2 separate regions of the Danio rerio genome follow, and region 1 is linked to region 2. Evidence: chromatin contacts called from public Micro-C data. All regions are on one chromosome and are shown on one strand. Each heading gives the region's core, a stretch centred on a gene start, on an enhancer-like site or on the middle of the called end of the contact. The rest is flanking DNA. Distances are from core to core; before and after follow the strand shown. Region 1 holds the start of rab5aa (RAB5A, member RAS oncogene family, a). Region 2 holds the start of satb1a (SATB homeobox 1a).

Region 1 (5,372 bases), core at 1,295-3,794, 230 kb before region 2:
ACTAGAAAAAAAATAAAATAAAAAATATATATAAGAAAACCTTCTTCATTTTTGGTCACTTTATTTTGATAGTCCATTTGTTGAATTTAAGTTACATTGCATCTACATGCTAACTAATTCTCATTAGATTATAAGTAGATTTGTTAGGTTGGGGTTAAGGTTAGTGTAAGTATAGATATTAAGCAGACAGTCTACTAATACTTAAATGGATAACATTTCTATTGATTGTACCATACTTCTTTCAGTTTTGTATCTGTATTTGTTGTAATGTATTGTTATTATTGCAATAAAAAATAAATAAATAATACTTAAATGGACCATCAAAATAATGTGTTATCTAATTGTGTGTGCTGAAATGTTCTAAACTCTGTTGAAATGCTCAGTCACGGTCCTCAAAAACACATGCAAACTCTACAAATCACATGTGTTCTGTGGCTCCTGGTCAACTATATTTCAGATTGCAGATGCGCACATTGCGATATCGATGCTGAAACGATATATTGTGCAGCTCTAATGTATAGTTTAATTCAATAAACAGGTGGTGTACCACAGAATATGTGCATCTCTCTGAATGTCAAAAAAAGATTACCTAAAACTTTTACTTCAATACACATTGCACGCTATCAACTGACAATTCTGCACTAGTAAAGATAACACAATTACTCAAAACATATGCTGATTTTTCAAAGGGTCTAACAATAAAATCTAACATGTCTTAAAATGATAAGTAGTTTAGCAACTTTATTATATTATTATATTGATATTACTATAAAAATGTGAAATTATCAAATATTTATAAACTCACTTTACTATCAAATCTTTAACCTATCAAATATATCAAAACTTTCTTTAGATTTAAGACTTACAAACATCCTTAATTTTTCAATAATATTTTGAGTCAACATATTATTTCTACAGACAAAAACACAGAAAACCACTGCTTCATTGAACATAATTTACATAGCTGAAATACATGTCTGTAGCCATGGTAACCCATTCTCGCATAGAATGTCCTGACTAAGCAGACACAACAAGCAGGCCCATTTAGCTCAATGAAACAATTCAGCAGCTGGAGAAACATGTCACTTCCCAATTAAGTGCACACATATTTGGGTTACAAAACCACAGAAAAATCCACCAACTGTCAATAATAAAAGCCTAAAAGAGCCTTCAAAACACTTTCTAAACTCCGCTATTACTGCCGTTGTGAAATAGGAGAGCATAAAAACAGAATGCCCATGTGGGTTTGCAGCATCACAAGCTGAACTTTCTATAAGAGACACCGAGATCTGCTTTCACACTGACATCAGATTAACAACAGGATCTCTATCTGCATAACAGGACATAAACTAATTCCTTGAGAAGCAGGCCTGTCGTTTCTGGTTTAAGATAACCAAACCATGTCAAAATGTTGTATATTCATACTTTAAATAAAATTACATGGTTGCCCTAAATTTTTAAGTTGAATTAAACTAATTTTGTGCATATTTTTAACTTAAAATTCATTAAATTGACTTAAAAACATATGTTGCCATGACTGAATGATCATACAGTTTTAACAGCGTAGATTTGCTGTTAACGTTACATATATAGCAGCGGATTTAACAACCACATTTGTTGTTTCACACTTTCCCAGTACAATATTGCTACTTGCTAACATACAAACCTCAAAAGTGAAAGAAAAAAGTACAGTGTTTGGATGAAGTTTTTGCATGACACTGCAAAAATCATATCTTCTCTGTAAGAATTTAATCAGCTTCTTCTGGAAGGATTGTAGTGTCATTTTAATGACAGACCTAACACAAACAAACCTGTGATTTCTGTGTTGAAGGTTGACACAGTCATTCTGACCATGAATCATCCACTCAAAATAAACCCGTTTTATCACATCGCTTCCTCAAGTAAAAAAAAAAGCAAGTCGACATTAGACTTTAAATCGCCCAACTTAAACAATCTCTCTGTTTTTCAATACAGCCCTAAGCTTCAAGCCAAGGAACAAGCTGTCTTGTTCCTTGCAAAGACAGCCCACATCAGGTCAGATGCCAAATCTGTTGAACTCCAGTAATCGGCCATAAATCTAGAAGAATTAGTTAATAACGAGAATATAATACAGCGATAAGCAACTTTCACTCCAGCATTCCCACCCTGTTTGGAGCCAAACTGCATTTCGACATAAGCTTCAGCTAAGCAAACAACGCAGGATGACTATATATTCAAGCTTTTAAGAAAAAAATATTACGTATAAAGCATATACTTGGCTGAAAAGAACCGATCTGATGACTTAAGAAGTCAGACTAAGGACAAGGGGCCTGTAACATTTTGTCGACATCTAGCAAGCTAAAGTGGCTACCTAGCTTGAGGGATACGCCAAAGCAGTAAACGGCGCATTGAGCGGAGGTATTCGGTGTCTTTTTACCTGAATGACAGCCGACAGGTTGCTTGAACTGATTTCCGACGACGGGGTAATTAAATTTTTGAGAGGTCTTCCTTATTATTGGGGTCGGTTAGAGGGAATTTTACCAACCCCGATCAAGTCTCCTCCTTTCTTTTCTCTCGCAACTTCCCCTTTAGAACCAAAACACAAACAAGCGTTTCCGCCCCTCAAACATGCCACGTCAGATGACACTTCCGCCCTGAAATGACGTGCTTCCTCCAGGTCGAATCAGTCTGGTCAAACATGTGTTGTACAGTTTATGTTTAAAACAAGGAACATCATGACGGTTTAATTTTTTTAAATATAATATGCCTAACTTACTATCTAAAAAAAAAACAAAAAAGTATATATAATTCAATGTTTATAGGCCTATATGAAAGGACTCGGATTGACTTCAAGTTATTCACATGCGTATTTGAGGTTATGAATGCAAACTAAAAGCAATTCAAATTGAATGTAATGTTATAAACACAGTAACAGATTTTTTAAATACAAAATAAATTCATTGGCGGGCATCATGGTGGTGCAGTGGGTAGCACAAACGCCTCACAGCAAGAAGGTTGCTGGTTCAAGCCTTGGCTGAGTGAGTTGGCATTTCTAAGTGGAGTTAGCATGTTCTTCACATGTTCACGTAGGTTTCCTCCAGGTGCTTCAGTTTCCCCCACAAGTCCAAAGACATGCGGTGTAGGTGAATTGAACAAGCTAAACTGGCTATAGTGTATGTGTGTGAAAGAGAGTGTATGGATATTTCCCAGTTATGGGTTGCAGCTGGAAGGGCATCCGCTGCGTAAAACATATTCTGGATAAGTTCATTCCGCTGTGGCGACCTCAGATTAAAAAAGGAACTAAGCTGAAAGAAAAAATTAATCAATGAATACAATTTCACCAGATGGCTTGATGAGCTCCATTTTAAAAGATTAAAATTTATCTCAATTGTATCTCAATAATTCAGATCGACTAGGGTGATGAAGTCTTTTTCTTTGCCTTACATCTGCATAAAATCGAATAAATTAAGCATATATAACAATGGTCTCAAACTCCATTCCTGGAGAGCCGCGGCTCTGCATTGTTTTTGCTCCAACCATGGGCGTTGCTAGGCCTATTTTAGGGGGGCTGTAGCCCCTTATATTTCTACTCAACCCCCCTAAAACTTTTGCGGTTAGCTCATAAATTGTACATTAAATTATCACCTCAGTCCTTTTTAAATTTGCTAAGAAAATGGCAGCTGAATTTGGCTCCTCCTCGTCTTTCATCATCATCATCATATTCTTGTCGGCTTAGTCCCTTTATTAATCTGGGGTCGCCATAGCGAAATGAACCGCCAACTTATCCAGCAAGTTTTTATGCAGCGGATGCCCTTCCAGCCGCAACCCATCTCTGGGAAATCCTCGTCTTTTGTTTATAATTTTTTAATAAACACCACCTGCAGTGGGGTTTTTACGGCGTTCACCTCATCAGCACAGCTGTCTCCTCCAGCAAAAAGTGTAAATCTTAACAAACATTTAGCTAATTTTATTTCAAAATGAACTACCAATATAAAACACTTTACAGTGTGTGTGGCATTATCTATACCAGGGGTGTCCAAACTCGGTTCTGGAGGGCCGGTGCCCTGGAGAGTTTAGCTCCAACCCTAATCAAACACACCTAAACTAGCTAATCAAGCTCTTGGTAGATTTACTGGAAACTTCCTGGCAGCTGTGTTTAAGCAAGTTGGATCTAAACTCAGCAGGACACCAACCCTCCAGGATTGAGTTTGGACACCCCTGAACTATACCATGCAGTCTTGCGCAGAAAGGATTAAACATAGTGATAGAACCACTTAGAGACGTACTCGCTTTAACTGTCACTAAGTCACTATTACTATTAAATTACTACTTAAAATTGTAATATTTAGCTTTTTCAACTCACACCTGCTTAATTCACCTTATTCTTTGCCGACGAGCGGGCGCAGCCATTTGAATCTTTTTGGCTCGAGACTTCCAGTTTCATTCACTTCCATTCATTTTTAGACATTAAAAACTGCTCGTTTCACTTTTTGATGTTGCTAACTGATATTTTCTTATTACATTATTCTACTTGGTCTGTATAGTCATGCAAACATTTGTTTGCAGAGTAAGTAGTTTGACCATTTTCTGCCGTTTATTATTCCTAGTCATTTTTTCCATAGGCGACTGAATCGGAAGTTCTGAAACAATCACGAAAACAGGCGTACTTCCGCATTTTAGAATAAGGTGAATAGTATCTGTGTTGAACATCTTGATTAGTTGCATCAGCTATGTTTGATTAGGGTTGGAGCAAAACTGTGTAGAGCTGCGGCCCTCCAGGAATTGAGCTTGAGATCTATAATATTCAAATAGAACAGAGGATAAAGTTAAAATATGAATATATAATTTATATAATATATAAATAGAACAGAGGACAAATATGGTAATTTGGCCTAACAGTATTCAAATATAAAAATTTAACATTCATTCATTTTCTTTTCAGCTTAGTCCCAGTATTAATCAGGGGTCACCACAGTGGAATAAAGCACCAACTTATGTTTTACACAGCGGATGCCCTTCCAGCTGCAACCCATCACTGGGAAACACCCATACACTCTCATTCACACATGATTAAACATATAATAACTTGATAATTATTGTACAAATAATTGTATATTGTAAATAATCTAATCCTGTAACTTTTGCAAACACACACATTGAGATATTGATCCTCAAGTGATATATCGTTCAGCCCAGTTCACACAGCTTTCAATTTTGCATACTGATTCTTGACCAAGGTCACTAATTAGTTATTTGTTCATTAAATAATTGTTCTGCTGGAATACAAGTGCATAATTTAACAGATAAGGTTTGACATTTTAAATATCCAATGCTGTCTGTTCCACTTGATTACTACAATAGAAAAGGGGGTCCATATTTAATAAAAATCTTGT
Region 2 (5,425 bases), core at 2,779-5,278:
TCAGCTCATGTTTTGAATTGTCAAAGACATCAGAATATTTGCAATATTTCAATTCTTACATTCAGTAATAAATTAAGTTAGTTATTTTAGGTGTTACAGGTTTTAGTAATTTATTTATGGCAAGTGTAAGTACTGTTCACTATCAATAATGAGCAATACTTGTTTTTGCCAAAAAAACATAAAAGTATTATTTTTATATTAACATGAGAAGGAAATTATTTGTACGGTAATAAATTTTTTTTTTTACTATTATTATTACATTAAAACATTATATAGACTAATTTAGACTGAACTGTACTGTATGTACTGTTTAATTCTTGTTTTCTTAAATAAAGAACTAAAACTTGCTGCACCTAAAAGGACTTATACTTAATTTATTACTGAAAATTGTCATAAATTTAGCTTGTCAAACTTAATTCCTTTAATTGTAACAAGTTAAAGAAATTTGTTTAAGTTTTCACTTTTTACAGTGCAATAAGAAAAAACACAAAAATAACAGAACACATACTGTAAAAAACCCATCAGTCATCTTTATCAAATGAAATTAGTGTAATTAACTCAAATTTTACTTAGTTAATTCTACTCATTTGAAAAGATTTTTTAACTTAGTGTTAAAGGCAATGAGTTAATTAAATACCTTAACACTTCAACTTAAATGGAGTAAGTTCACAGTACTCATATACTCATAACTGAGTTTTTTAACTCAAATGGTTTGTTGCAATCTGTTTCCTCAAACTGTTTGAGTTGCCCTAACTTATTGGGTTTTACAGTACTCAATTGGTTTGAGTTTCTTTCATTTATTGGGTTTTACTGTGCTCAAATGGATTAAGTTCACAGTAATCATTAGGATTAGTTTTTTAACTTAAATGGTTTGTTGCAATCGTTTGGGTTTTACAGTGTAGTCTCACATTACTATATTTTCATATAAAAAAAAACACCAACAAACTATCATAGCACATATTTTAATATTACTTTCTTTCTTCCACATTAATAAATAAACAAAATAGCAAATACTTTCACAATAGCAAAGTAAAAGAGTCTGTTATGTTATTTTTATGTGCTTTATTACATAATATACAAAGATAGACTTAAGATTGTAATACATTACTTTTTTTACCCAACACTGTCTATAATTTATATTTTGATTTCATAAAACGAATTTGAAACAATTTTTAATGATGAATAATTTAATTTGATACATACACAAAAATGAGGTGTCTCATCATTGACCCATTTATTGAAAGCTTAATTTGGTTGTAAATAAATATACAAGCTCATGCAAACAAAGACGCAAATGAAGCTCCGTTCGCTATGATTGAGCTTACGGAAAAGAATGATTGCCACGCAGGGTGACTGTCATGTGCACAGGTGACGAGAAGCGTTAATCACAGAGATCACTGATGAGGCTGATTAACTGTTTTTGTCAACTGAAACAATTATTGTACTGTCTCTCATCCGTTACTCACAGCTTTTATTCACATATTACCTATTTTTTTTACACTTTAATAGATCCTTGTGATATGACTCAATCAAAGAAAGAGTAGATTCAATCAAAATACCAGGACATGCATACAATTTTGAGATGCTTCTAAAAGAATTGTCTAATGATTATGCATGCAACATTGTGGAATACAGTATATTTAGAAGTTTTACAACTTTAAACAATGCTTTTAACATAATTAAACGTTGAATGGAATTTGTTTCCGGGATTTTAACTTGCTGATTTTTACATTTTTTATTATAATTGTTGAAAAATACATTACACATGATGCTGTACAGTAAATTCCACCGATCAGAGAGCAGCAGGGAGAATAGCACACCAGAGGTATTTAGCTCTGCCCACTCGAAAGTATCAGACATTTGAAATGTGTTTCTAGCTAATTGTAATTTAAAGTTTGACGCATATTCTTCTTAGCTGTCAATTTGTTTCATTCACCTTTTGTATGGCTATGTTTTTGTAATTGAAGATGATTGAATAACTGGAGCGACATGATTAATATTTTTATTTCAGGTCCTTGTTAAAAATGTTGTTTAAATAAAAGATTAAAATGTACTTGCAGTTAAATCACCCCCATGTTCCAAACTTTAGCATATATTTTGAGGAATGTTTAACCAGTAGTGTGACATCAGGCAAACTGGGCCACTTTTTTATTATTATTATTTATTTATTTTTTTTTGTTAATCGATTGTAACAACTTCAAAAAACAAAACATTTAAGACATTTTTGGGGGCCGTTCACATGTACGTTCTTTTTGATGGAGGTGGCTTGCAATCGGTTTTGACACATTATCTGTCAGCTGATTTTTTGAGATGTGAAATGGGCCTGGTGATCAGCAAAAACGGGCCAATCAGACTGCTCATTTTATCCTAACACATTCAGGTAAATTGTGCCAGTAACTAGAAATGGTTAGAAAAACTAGATTATTTCATAAAATCAACATTTTATTTCAGAGAGGCCATCAAGACATGGAATATAAATTATTATTTCCTAATGTACATTTATATTGATTTATCATCACTGACAAGTAATATTGGATACCAGGCCACTCACTTTGTCTATGGAGTGGTCTCAGAATGAGGCATTGCCACCCCACACCATCCCCCCCCCACCACCACCCCCCCACCCCCGTTAGTAACCTCAGACCAATAAATCCATTAACTAAATGTCAAGTACTGTTACGCCAACAGTTTGAAATTCTTTGCAGTTATTGGCTGTTATTGTCATTGTGCAGTGCTATTGATTTGATCAAAGATTAGTGAAAAGATGATGCCAAAGTACTCATAATCCTGGACCAGGTCGTACCCTGAGCAGATCCTGTGGCGGTCATAGAGCAGGGGAGAGCATGAGACTGATTCCTGAAAGACCCCAGTGACAGACGAGTCTTCGAATTGATCCCATGAGCCAGCTTGATCACCTGTCAGTGTCTCACACCTGCAGCTTCTCCACGATGGACAAAACACTATAATTGTGAAATAAACTCTCCAGCCTCCGGTGCCTAGACTGCAGCTCTGCACAAGTAGGCTATCTTGGCCAGAGGAGAAATGTTCGTGCCCAACTGCGCCTGGTTTCTCTCTAGGTTTTTTCCCTTCACTTTTGTCAATTGGTGAAGTTTGTTCCTCGTCACTTTCGCCACTGGATTGCTTGGTTTGAGACTTGTGGTGCTGCGCATCAATGGATTTGCTCTTTAGTGAAAATTAAACCACACTGAACTGAACTGAACTTCAACTCTGAAAACTGGACTGACACTGTTTCATTTTACTAGAACTTCTATGTTAAGCTGCTTTGACACAATCTACATTGTAAAAGCGCTATATCAATAAACATGAACTGAATTGTTAAAATTTTTAAAGAAATAAGAACCATAAATGGTCCATTTTATCTGATGTCCTAATCTGCATGATGTCACCCAATAATAAATTCCATAATAGGAAAAACAAAAACCATGAATGTCAATTTTTTACCGTTTTCCAACATTTTAAAATATATTTTCTTTTGTGTTAATCTCAAACAGGTTTGTGACAAGGGAAGGGTGAGTAACTAAATGATGACAAAATTGAAAATATTTGGTGAGCTGTCCCTTTAAATACTTTACGATTGCAAAAAATAAAAAGGCGTATTAATATTAATTACAAATTAATTTCTAGTTGGCTGTCTATATGGCCACAAATGTAAAAAAAAAATAATAATAATAAAAATTACTTCTTTTTGGCTAAAGCAATACATTTTCATTGACTCAGATAGAAAGAATGGTGCTTTATAGATATCTACAATCAGATTTCATAACTTAGGCGTTTCGACCAGCCAATAGATCAAACAAAGCTTGCTGTTTTAATTATTAAATGTTTAAACAGCCTGCCATACTATAATAGTCATGTATTCTGACAGAAGGCACTTCCGCTAGAAGCAGATTGGTCTGCACTCGGTGACATCACGTTGATGATGCTTTGTGGGGCCGCCTAGAGATTTAATTACGGATCTCTGTTCGCACAAAATATTATACGAGCCGTTTTTCCTCGCGTTTACCCTATTTTTGAGGATTTAAATGTGTATGATTTTATCATTTGCTAAGAACAAAGACCTTTCCTCAGAAGATAAAAGCCGTTTTCGAGTGTCTTTTCACCGGACGCGCGCATTGATTCTGGAGCCAGTGTTTTTGTTAGTGAGCGATCCTGGGACGAGCGCTCGGTCTGTCGGCATGTTAGGATACCCGTCTGAAGGATTATAAACCACCGGTAAAAACAGTACTGCAGTCGCTTAAGTAAGTATAATAACCCGACAGATGAAGAAGAAAGACATAGGTGGGGTATTTAGGCTATACATCACCTGTAGCAGCGCTTCACGGCTGGAAAAAAACCCGTCTTAAACCAGCCTAAGATGGTTTGCTGGTCGCAGCTGGTTTAAGATGGTCTCCAAGCTTGTTAAACAGTCTTCGCTTGGGAGACAAGCTGCATTAACAGATAATAAAAGTAGACAAATCTTAGAACCAGACAGTAGATCAGTCTGAGTATTTTAAACCATACGAAACTGCACATAGACACAATTATATTTCACAATTATTGTGTTTTATATAAATGAAGATGAATGCATATGCATAATATGTTTGCATATGTGAATAATAACGTTACATAGCATAATTTACGATGTAGGAATAATAGGTAGGTTTGTCAGAGCTGAGATTAAAAATATTATGAAGAATTACATATTTAGGCTAATACATACTGTATGTACTTAGATGCAAAACGTGTTACTCCGTATGATTTTGTTTTCCTTTTATAAGAATGTACTTGTGTTTAATATTTATTATGTATTAATAATAATGTAATATTTAAGAATAATAGGGTTGTAACAGCTGAGACAACAAATGTATATGAATTATTTATAGAGTGTAGATGCAAATCCTCTTGGTCCATCTGACATGTTTTCTTTTAAATTAGAATTTTTATGAGGCTCCTATGTTTTATGTTCAGTAATTTTTCTTAAATTGACTATTAACATTTTCACTGTTGTTAAAACTGAACTGAACCTAAACATAAGGTTCTAATAAAGATGCCTAATAAAAATAAAAACAACAATCAGACGTTTGTATCTGAAGTGTTCATATTTTCATTTCATTTCAGCTTTATTTGTATAGCACTTTTACAATGTCGATTGTGTCAAAGCAGCTTCATATAAATTAAATTAAATAACTAAAAAATAAATGAAATAATTTTCATATACATAAATAATGTGTATGTGTGACTATAAATAATTTATACATCATTTTCTATTCTAAAGGTTGGTGAAATCCAAGATTTAAAACAGTGATGGACCATTTGGCGACCACTAGTAGCACCCAGGGGCCGGCCCTGTGTGAACCCTCTTATCCTCCCTGTAAAATGGCTCGTATGGAGAATTGTAGAGATCTGCCTGTACCTGGAGTCACAC

What was found. A called contact is a pair of places that touch in the nucleus more often than the background predicts.
Region 1: a contact with region 2 is called in a Micro-C map of caudal fin, with 12 times the contacts expected there. The contact joins the promoter of rab5aa here to the promoter of satb1a in region 2. A contact is called at or near these places in 5 of 18 Hi-C or Micro-C datasets (caudal fin, embryo, hematopoietic stem cells and 1 more) and 2 of 4 datasets of contacts at active chromatin or transcription factors (caudal fin and embryo).

Annotation. Positions count from the first base shown.
Region 1 is chr19:23,105,741-23,111,112 of GRCz12tu, reverse strand. rab5aa (RAB5A, member RAS oncogene family, a) reads right to left here and starts at 2,544. Exons shown (of 6, transcript NM_201485.1): 1 at 2,417-2,544.
Region 2 is chr19:22,880,788-22,886,212 of GRCz12tu, reverse strand. It overlaps satb1a (SATB homeobox 1a), which reads left to right and starts at 4,028. Exons shown (of 11, transcript NM_001080162.1): 1 at 4,028-4,259; 2 at 5,276-5,425. The coding sequence starts at 5,305.